Linked DNA regions of Mus musculus: region 2 is linked to region 1. The links are chromatin contacts, called in public HiChIP or PLAC-seq maps. All regions are on one chromosome and are shown on one strand. The core of a region is the stretch at or near the end of the contact, and the rest is flanking DNA. Distances in the headings are between cores, read along the strand shown. Region 1 holds the start of Unc5cl (unc-5 family C-terminal like). Region 2 has its middle 38 kb from the start of Unc5cl.

Region 1 (5,235 bases), core at 416-2,915:
CTATGTGCATACGATATAATCACTCAGGCAAAGCACTCATGCACATAAAATAAAAATAAATAAGTAAAAACAAGAAAGCAGAAAATAAAAGGAGGAGGGGGAAGACATGGAGGAGGACAGAAGGAGAAAGAAGAAGAGGAAAAGAAATGGTGGAAAGGAAGGGGAGAAGGAAGAGGAAGGGGAACTAGAAGGAACTAAATGGAATAAAGGCATCTCTGGGTCCCATGTAAGTGATGGCATTAGTGTCTGCCCACTAAGGTTCCAGTGGCAGGGAGGGGCAGATACAAGGGAATGAAATGGGAGGAACTACTCTGTTACTATAACAACAGCCTTCTGGGGCCTCTAAAGACCAGAGTCCAAATCCCCTCCAGCCCATTGGGCCATGTCCCCTTGCCCAGCTGCCTCACCTGGAAAGTTGGTGTATACCACTCCCACAGTCCCCCGGGCCTCTCAAGGGAGCCTGCTCATTTCTCTGTCCTAAAGCAGGTTAACTCCTCCCCAGCTCAAGCCTGGGGTCCAACTGATCACTCCTCCAGACTTTCTTAGCTCTCACCCCATCCCCCGCTCTGATCCCATGAAGGGAAAGGAGCCAAAGTTTAGGTAGGAGACAAGTCCACAGCACTACAAATTCCCTGGCTTCTCCAAATCCATGCAGGACTCCTCAGAACCCAGTTCTTCCAACTTGTCTGTCTGCAGAGTCCAGAGCATTCTGGGTAGCATGTCCCCTAAACAAGGGACATTAGAATTCTGCCGTCACCTGCCTTCAGAACAAAGATTCAGACTCTTGCTGCAAAGATCTGTTTATATTTGTGCACATTCAACCCTCCCTACCTTCCTGTTTCCCACCACACCTCCTGATGGAGTTCCAAGTGCTTTTCAAAGACAGTAGTAAGTAGAAGCCTGATCTGGGCTTGGTGGCACAAGCCAGTAATGCTCCCTACCTGGGAGGCTGAAGGAGGAGGATCACAAGTTCAAAGCCTGCCTGAACATAGCAAGGGAATTCAAGACCATCCTGGGCAATGCTGTAAGAGCCTGTCTTGAAAAGTAAAGGCCCAGCATGGTGGATCACACTTTTAATCTCAGCACCTGAGAGGCAGAGGCAGGAGGATCTCTATGAGTTTGAAGCCAGCCTGTTCTACATAGTGAGTTCCAGGCCAGCCAGATCTACATAGTGAGACCCTGTCTCAAACAAACAAACAAACAAACAGAAATGTAAAGTCAAACGAGGACTGAGAATGTAGCCCAGTGGTAGAACACTTGTACACCCAAGTCTCTAGGTTCAACCCCCAGTACTAGGAAACATATACATACACACACACACACACACACACACACACACACACACACACACGGCAGAATGAATGGAAGCCACATACAGTTCCTGAGCACTCTTCATTGAGCACATTATACATTTTCACCAAACACAGTACCATCCTCCTGCTCCTGACACCCGTCAGCATTGGCCCTTCCTCAAGACCCCCTTCCTTCTCTCCCTGTGCCATCCTACAAGGTGGCAGACCTGGCTCATCCCTAGCTCTTCCCTGGACCCCGCAGCATGCCCATTCCCTTCCTGCGGCCCCAGATGATACTTGCCTTAATGTCGGCTTGCCACCCACTAGGCCCGTCCAGAAGCAATAGTTCCCTCTCTAAGAAACAGAGAGGTCTGCCAGACCAGTCTCCAGGCCAGTAGACAAGTACACTTGGGCGGGGAATCCAGGTAGGTGTGGCCTGCCATTTCCCCACAGAGTCGGGGCTTACAGTCACGCTGGAGGGGGTGGGGCGGGGAAGCGGAGAAGCGTAGAGTGTCTTTGTCTATTGGCCAATTCCAGGTGAAGCTCGGGAGTAGCAGAAGATGCCAGAAGTCAGTTCTCTTCCAGAGCAGGTCTGGGAGGAAGAAGGAAGGCAGGCAGCTTCGGTGCAGATCTTGCGTCTAGAAACCCTCTTGTCACAGTGCCCTCTGCTTATGAGCGGCTGTCCCTACAAAAGGCAGTATGGCGGAAGACTAGGGAACAGAACCACCTTCGCCAGGACCCACCTGGTAATCTTGTTCAAATGCAGCCTCTGATTCCACAGGGCCTGGGCCAGAGACAGCGGCTCAAAGAAACTTCCTGGTGACAGTGTAGCTGGTCTAGGCACTCTGGGTCTCTGTAGTCCTTCCTGCATGGGGAGATCACACAGGTACAGAGTGTGAAGAACTCACATATCTGCTCCCTGCCCCTCCGGATTGGCGGGATGCTGCCCTTGGGGGTGGGACACTGCCCTTGGTAACGAGTTGGAATTAGAGCTGTCACTCAGCCCGCTGGTGGGTGCTGAGGGGGGAGTTACCCACCTGATTTCTGCTGGCTGAGTACAGTCTGACTCTTCAGCACCCAGCCATCTTTCCATGGGCTTTTGCCTTGACTCCTTATCTTGCCTTTGTGAGGAGCGCTTCAGTAAACATGGGAATGCAGAAAAGAAAGAAATCCTGGGAAGAGTGCGAAGCTAGGGGTTGGGTGGCAGGATACTGATCAGTGGATTCTAGTTTGATAGAAAGACTAAGTCCTGGTGCTCTGCGAGACTGCCCGTACAACAACATGCCCATAGTTAACGATGGTGTACCTTGCATTTTGAAATAGTTAGAAAACAAGATTTTGACCGTTCTCACAGTTTCAATGATAATGTTTGAGGAAATTGATATACTAATTACTTTGATTTGATCATTACAAAGTGGATCCACTTATCAAGACATCTTGCATTATACTCAACAATGCGATGTAATTACTCAGCAATCAAAAATAAAGTGCAATTTTTATTATATTTTTTCATTTTTATTTATGTGTCTGTGTGAGTGCATGTCATCTGCACACGGGAGCCAGCAGAGACCAGAAGAGGGCGTCAGATCCCCTGCAGCTGGAGTTCCAGGCAGCTGTAAGGCACTTACTTGATGTGGGAACTGAATTCAGACCTTCTGCAAGATCCACAAGCATGCTTAACTGTGTACGTAACTACTGAATCGTCTCTCCAGACACTAACTAAAACTTAAAAGGATGTTGGGGCAGGCCTGCGGCTCTCATGTCCGGGTTTCAGCCTGGAAGGCATCTTGGAACTGGAAGAGAAGAGGGAATCTAGGCGGGTAGAGAAATAATGGAACCAAGACAACTAGTCTGCTCAAGGTTCAAATTTTTAATGGCGGACACGCTTTATAAAGGAGAGGGGAAGCCCATTCCCACTAAATCATCCTTAGAGCTCAGCTGCAGGTGACCACGTGTAGTCTCTGGAATAGCTAGGCCGACTCCCAGCAGGTAGCAGCAACTGCAGTGGCAGAAAAATAAGAGTGATCCAGGGAGGCAGGCTCCACCCTAGGTGATCTCCTTAGTGGTAACAAAGTCAAGGTCTGGCTCAGCCTGCTTCAGGCTTGTGGGAGGCTACACAAGGAGAGAGGAGAAAAGAAAGGAAGGAAGGAAGGAAAGAAGGAAGGAAGGAAGAAAGGAAGGAAGAGAGGGAGGGAGGGAGGGAGGGAGGGAGGGAAGGAAGGAAGGAAGGAAGGAAGGAAGGGAAGGAAAGATAGAAAGAAAGAAAGAAAGAAAGAAAGAAAGAAAGAAAGAAAGAAAGAAAGAAAGAAAGGAAGGAAGGAAGAGAGGGAGGGAGGGAGGGAAGGAGGGAGGAAGAAAGGAAAGAAGGAAGGGAAAAAGGAAAGAAAAATAGAAAGAAAGGAAGGAAGGAAGGAAGGAAGGAAGGAAGAAAGAAAGAAAGAAAGAAAGAAAGAAAGAAAGTTAGTTAGTTAGTTAGTTAGTTTGGGCTGGAAAGATAGCTTAGTCAAAAAGTGTTTGTGTTGTAAGCCCAAGGACCTGAACTCAGTGACCAGAATCCACCTAAAACTGTCTTTCCAATCCTAGAGCTGGGGAGGCAGAACCCAGGGTTGTCCTCTGGCCTCCACGAGCACATGACACATCCCTCATCCACATCCACACGTGTGTACCCACACCATATGCACACACACGTGCACATACACACACACACACACACAAGAAAATATAAAAGCAGCTTTGTCCTCTTTCCTGTTTTAGTTAATTATTCTCTGGCCTCTTGTCCCTCTCTGCAGCTCCTTCTCTGCCTGCATCCTGGGTGTAGATGGAAGGGAAAGCAGGACAAATATATGCCAGAGAGCCTCGTTGGATGTCACTGGGAATCCACAGAGAGCAGGCAGCCTGGTAAAGGGGACCTAGAACCTAAAGGACAAGCAAGGCAGGGTGCCCAGAATTCTGACAGGGGACAAACAATGGAGGTGTCTGTCTTTGTTATACCAAGCTGTCTGAGTCACACAGAAAACTGGACTTTGCCAGAAGACAGGGTCACTCTCCCCTGACGCCCTTTGTGGTGGCTGGGAGGTAGATATTGGCAGGAAGCACCAGACCACTCCTGCCCAGGCTCCCTACCCACCTCCACTGCCTGCCGCCTCCATCTCTGAAGCACAAAGTGCTTGGGATCTGGGAGGGCTCTGCCAGCCTCCAGTCCCCAGCCAGGCAGAGGCAGGCCAACCAGGAGGCTGGAATCGGGGACTGTTCTCAGGGATCATGAACTCATCTCGAAAGCTGGCGCTTGCCTCACGTGAAGACAATCTGGTTCCAGAAAGGCTCTAAGGAGATCCGAGGGCCCCTCCCATCCCCAGGGACACAGAACTGGGTCACAGGCACAGAGAGCATGGGTACCAGTTGGACTGTGGCTCCAGGCTGGGCTCTTTACGGAAGGTCCAGATCTCACCATCAAGGGGGCTCTCACCAAAGATCTATGCATCAGGAAGGAGCTGAAGTGAGGGGGAAGAGGAAGAGGGAGAGGAAGAGGAAAAGGAGAAGTTCCATGGTGGAATGCTTGACAATATAGACATAAACCCTGGGCTCATTTAATTCCTCGTATCTCGGGCTCTCACGCATTTCTAACAGACCAGGGAGGAGCTTGTGGACAGGAGCCCTCTTGCAAACAGCAACAGAGACTCCCCCACAAATGTCCCCTCCCCTCCCTTTTCATAAGAGAAAGGCAGGTCGGTCACGAGCCTGGCTCCACCCCTTTCCAGTCCCTCGCCATCTTCTACCTTATACACATCCTATATCATCAGGCTGGGAGGCGTGTGCCTGAGGTAAGTCAGGAAGGCCTGGGGACAGGAGGAGTGATGGATAGATAGCAGGATGAAAGAGAGTGGGCACGGTCAATGAGGGAGATTACAGCACTGGCTTAAACACCCAGAGATGGGGAGATGGG
Region 2 (5,312 bases), core at 747-3,246, 39 kb before region 1:
AGGGAAAAGTCTATGGATTTTAGGCAAAAGAGTTGTAAAAATTTTCCTTTGCAAAAGCCAGTAAGTAGACATTTAGAATTATTGGTTTGTAGATAATGGGGCCAAATTTAGCCTGTGAATTAGACAGGGAGGCATGGAGGTAAAGACATTTGTTCTGGGTGAGAGTAGGAGCTAGAGACTTGCCTGTTCTGGCATCCCAAGGAAAAATTCAATAACTAGAAACAGCAGCAGCTGGACCAGATTATCATGTTATCCATCGTGTGATTAAAATGTGGCTGAGTTCACAGTTTTTGGTTTTGCAGCAGTGAGAAAAAGGAACCAACTCAGAAAAGAGGGAAAGTTCTCACCCAAGGGGAAAATGTCCTTCAGTGGGAAGGCCAGTCGTGAAGACGGTGAATGACTCTGTCCTCATGGATTCTAGGGTGGCTGCAAGCTCAATGGCCCTCCCCTGGGACCAGGGGACATTGACACTGACTAGTGGGGGGAGGGAGCTTACCAATTCGCCAGTGTTTGGTGTTTGGATGGATGAGTCTAGAGAGTGATCCGATGGCTGGAAAGTCCATGAGGCAGCGGGAGATGTGAATCTTCAAGTTTCTACTCCAAGTCTCACAGCACCAATGATGTGTTTTATTAAAAAGGAGGCAAAGACATGTTTGGTAGAGCGTGGTATGGTGTGATGGGAGGGGGTACCTCTGTGGGCCCATGCTGAGGCATCCCCCCGCCAAGGTACCACCCATATGACAGGTTTAGTATAGAATAGTTTATCTGGGGCATGGGAGAGAAGTTGAGAATAGAGAAGAGAAAAAGATAGGCAGAGAGGTGGGGAGGGGAATTGAGAAGGGAGGAGAGAGAGAGAGAGAGAGAGAGAGAGAGAGAAGAGAAGAGAAGAGAAGAGAAGAGAAGAGAAGAGAAGAGAAGAGAAGAGAAGAGAAGAGACTGGCCAGGAACACATGTTGAGGGGGGGGGGAGGATAGAAAGAGGTCAGGGAGAGAAGAGAGTCAGAATAAGAGAGTTAGGAGGGAGCAAACAGTCCCTTTTATAAGTAAGCCAGGCCTACCTGGCTATTGCCAGATAACTGCTGGTTAGAGTCCAGAAGGAATACTAACACCACCCACTAATAAAACCAACAAATAGCAATGCCTCAAAGCCAGATGTGGTGGTACATGCTATACCTCTCAACCTTAGGGTCAGGAGGACAGGGAAGGAAAAGAGGAAGGAAGGAAGAAAGGACAAAGAGAGACAGGGGAGGAAGAGAGGGAGGAAAGGAAGGAGGGAGGAAGAAGAAAGAAGAAAGTAGAGGGAAGGAGGCACAGAGGAAGGGAGGGATGGAAAGAGGGGGGAAGCAGTAGTACTCCAAACACTCACAACAGGATCTTGGCTATGTGTGTGTGTGTGTGTGTGTGTGTGTGTGTATCATTCTCTGTGACAGGAATTAGGGTTCCTCAGAGATGTACCCTATTAATCCATCCACAGAGCAGAGAAAGTACAAGCCTGGAACATCAAGTTTCCGGGAAAACCCAAACAGTGCTCAAATACTAGTGGTGAGCTGGCAGGGGACCCAAGGCCAACCTGAGAGGCCAGTCCCAGACTGTGAGCACTAATGCTTGTCATGAGCTAAGACCCTGAATTGTACAGCCTCCTGGAGCGCTCGAGGACTCGCAGAAGGTGGGCGGTCCTCTTTACAGGAGAACAGATGCTCCAGGGGCGGGGGTGGGGCGGCGGGAGGGCAAGAAATGTTAGAATTGAAAATTAGCTTTTTACAGGCATTTCCCCCATGAGGGTCAGCAGTGTACCTGTTACCACCTGGTGCACGAGGGCTCAGGCACTCGCCCAATCTAAAGCTCCCCCCCTCCCCCTCCCCCTCCCTCTCCCCCTCCCTCTCCCCCTCAGGATCCTTATTAACAAGAGAGGGGTAAATGTCTGATGGATAGCTATGGCGGACACGGATTAACCAGATGCTCACACAGCCTCTAATAGCAGAATCACCTGACACAATAAAGTACCCCGGCACTGGAAGGGAGGGTGTGGCCTGCCCGAGAGTTGTTCTCACCAAAGCACTTCATCTCCAGCACAATCAGGAAATGGGTGTGGAGGTCTAGGTTGGATGGCCTGCAAGAGACCAGTGACACAGAGGGCTTTCCAAAGAACGGTCAGTGTCCACAAAGTCCAGATCATGTGTCTTTAGCAACTCAGACATGAAAATCTCTCCTCCTCTCCTCTCCTCTCCTCCTCTCTTCCTCTCTTCCTCTCTTCCTCTCTTCCTCTCTTCCTCTCTTCCTCTCTTCCTCTCCTCCTCTCCTCTCCTCTCCTCTCCTCTCCAATCCTCTCCTCTCCTCCTCTCCTCCTCTCCTCTCTCTCTCTCTCTCTCTCTCTCTCTCTCTCTCTCTCTCTCTCTCTCCTCTCTTTCTTTTTCTCTCTGCCTTTCTCTGTCTCTACCCCTCAACTCCCCTTCCCATGCCCTACATAAACTCTATCCCATACTATATCCATCATCCGGCTGGTACCTCAGGGGGAAGGGAAGCCTCAGCCTGGGCCCACAGAGGCACCCCTTCCACCTCACTGTACCGAGATCCTACCAAACCATATCCCGCCCTCTTTTCATTCTTTATAGAACACAACAGAACGGGTCTCTTGTGTCGAAGCAGTCGAACTCGGCGGCGGGGGGGGGGGGGGGGGGGGGTCAGGAAGCTCCCTCTCTGCTCTCTTATGGACTGTGCTCGGTTGTCATGATCCAGAGTGTGCAATCAGACACCGAGGCTCAGACCCCAGCAGTACCCATTGTTGATGTTACAGCTTTGGGGAACCCCTTCAGCCTCCCTATGTCCGTGAGGCGGGTGAGGTAGCTGTCTCAAGAGCTACCTTCCGGCTTCCATGAGGTGCTGATCCTCATAGAGTGCTTAACCTGATTCCCAGCACTGGAGAAGTCTCTGTAAATGTTTAATACCATCATGCATATTTCAGGGACTCCCGCAGCCTGCCTCCTCCACCAGCTTGTCTCGGAGTCTGCCCAGGTTCCTGGGGTTCATCGGTGCTCTGGGTGTGAGTCGGGGTAGACCAACAGACTCAGATCGTTTGTCTGAAGAGAACACCTACCCTACTTCTAGACAAACATCTGGAGAATTTCCTCAGAGAGAAAAGACTAGAGAACATAAAACCCTGGCAGCCTAACTCCTCCTCTGGATGAGAGAACTATGCCCCAAGGATAAATCTCACCCTTCCTGAACTCTACAACTGTTCTGAGTTTTAATCCTACAGGCAAACTTGGCAGGTAGGTAAAGAGCACAAACTCCACAGAGTGCAAAATACAAGTAACTTTCAAAACCTTACACCTTCCTCAAACTTGGCTTCTAGGCTTTTCATACAACTATGCTTACATGCATGCAAAATGATGTCCACAGAATTTATTCATTACGGTGAAGAGCAGAACACAACCTAAATTTCCACTCACTTGTTCGATAAGTGATGGTCTGTCCTATAGTACAATATTACGCAACACTAAAAGCACGAGACCTTCTAGGCTGGGCTGGCAAATGGCTCGGATGATTACCGATAAGCTGACAACCTGAGTTTGATCCTCAGGGCCTGGCTTAATCAATGTTCTACTGCGTGAAAGAGTAATAATGACCAAGAAAAGAAACCCTTATAAGGGAAAGCTTAACTGGGGCTGGCTTACAGTTTCCGAGGTTTAGTCTATGATCAGCATGGCAGGAAACATGTATCAGGCAGGCCGAGGTAGTGTAGGGATAAAAAAGAGCTGAGAGTTCTGCAGCTGGGGCGGGAAGAGAGGGACACTGGGCCTGCCTGGCTTGGGCTTCTGAAACCTCAACGCCTACCCCCAGTGGCTCACCTACTCCAACAAGGCCATAGTTACTAATCCCTTCAAATGGTGCCACTCCCTAGTGACCAAGCCTTCAAATCTATGAGCCTATGGGAACCCTTCTTATTCAGACCACCCAGGACCCAGGCAACAGAAAGAGAACCGGCTCCCACAAATTGTTCTCTGGCATCCACACACGTGTTCTGACACATGAGCCGAGCGCTCACTGTCACACTGACACACACACAAAATAAATGTTTTTTAAAATCTGGGCTCGGTGGCAGGGCACCCACTCAGCACACACAAGAGCCTAGGGTCAATTCCCAGCACTGTAGCAGAGAGGAAATCTGTGAGCATCATGGAAAGTTCTAGTTTGTTCTCTACTGCTGTGATAAATACCCTGACCAAAGCAACTTGAAAGAGGAAAGGGCTTATTTGGCTCAGAGCTTTGTTGTTGGGGAAGAGTACGTAAGGCAGAGACCTGGAGGTGGGAGCTGAAGCTGAGGCCATGGGAGCACTGCCTGCTGGCTGGCTTGCCTGCCTGCTCACCTACCTTCTTACAAAGCCCAGGCTCACCTGACTGAGGATGGCCTCGCTCCAGGGCTTGGGCCTCCTTTGTCAGTTCACAAGAGGACTCCATCAGACATCTGCTGAGCCCAATGCTTCAACTGCGGCTCCCTCTTCCCGGGTGTGTCAAGTTGACAAAAGTACACCAGCACACGAATCCACTACTAAGTGAGACCCTGCACTATACAAGATGAAGAAGGGGAAACCGAGGAATAGCCGGGTGGATTACTCCCGCATCTCTTTAATATGCGTAAAGTAACTTGGAAAGAAAGCTCCAGAAAACCTAGTGTCTCTTAGGAAGAGGACCAACAAGTCAAAAGACAAGATTATCCCTGACACCCCTCTTATGCACCCTAAATCTTTAATGATGGGCGTTATGTGAACTTAAGAGCACTAGCACTGGAGTTAGGCCCGGTTCAAAGCCTGAGTGGCCTGGTCTCCTCACCACCCACCGACCAGCCATTTAATCTCCCTAAGCCCCTGCTTCTTCCTGTGAATGACAATGGAGCCTTGGAGAGACATCTGAAAAACACAAGGAGCCAGGTCGCCACCAAAAGGTTTACCTTTGCATGAATGCAAGCTGAGTCTGAATTTGTCTCTTCCTCTATTTCAGGGATGACTGGAGTCAAGGATGGGGTCTGGCGGTGGGCAGAAAACAAAAACTGTGGGAAGCCACATGTGCCTTTGCAGAGTGGCACTGACTACTGCTGGCCACCACGCATAAGTTTGGACAAACAACCAATGTGTACATATGCAGTAAAGTTTTTTGCAAAGACACTGGCCTGGCCCGGGCATGATAATGAGGCTTTGGGAATATAACCAATCAGATGTGAGACATGCAAATGAGGTATGATAATGAGGCTCTGTGAGGTACAGAGAGAGTAGCCAATCAGATGAGGAACATGCAAATGAGGCTTAGTGCATAACC

What was found. HiChIP or PLAC-seq counts read pairs in DNA pulled down with a chosen protein or histone mark.
Region 2: a contact with region 1 is called in an H3K27ac HiChIP or PLAC-seq map of embryonic stem cells, with 5 read pairs. The contact joins the enhancer-like site here to the promoter of Unc5cl in region 1. A contact is called at or near these places in 1 of 39 promoter capture datasets (macrophages), 3 of 484 Hi-C or Micro-C datasets (embryonic stem cells, stem cell-derived neural progenitor cells and uterus), 2 of 115 datasets of contacts at active chromatin or transcription factors (both in embryonic stem cells) and 4 of 9 other capture datasets (adipose tissue, embryonic stem cells, liver and 1 more).

The regions. Positions count from the first base shown.
Region 1 is chr17:48,451,331-48,456,565 of GRCm38.p6, reverse strand. Unc5cl (unc-5 family C-terminal like) reads right to left here and starts at 1,665. Exons shown (of 9, transcript NM_152823.4): 1 at 1,594-1,665. Tspo2 (translocator protein 2) reads left to right here and starts at 5,065. Exons shown (of 5, transcript NM_027292.2): 1 at 5,065-5,113.
Region 2 is chr17:48,490,470-48,495,781 of GRCm38.p6, reverse strand. It overlaps a transcript of Unc5cl not described here. Among named protein-coding and RNA genes, the nearest start is that of Unc5cl, 38 kb to the right of the region's middle. Within about 2 kb of position 1,996, at least 6 of the 459 cell types and tissues checked have an H3K27ac peak or open chromatin away from gene starts, as enhancers often do. A contact at or near this core is called in embryonic stem cells, where this site is marked.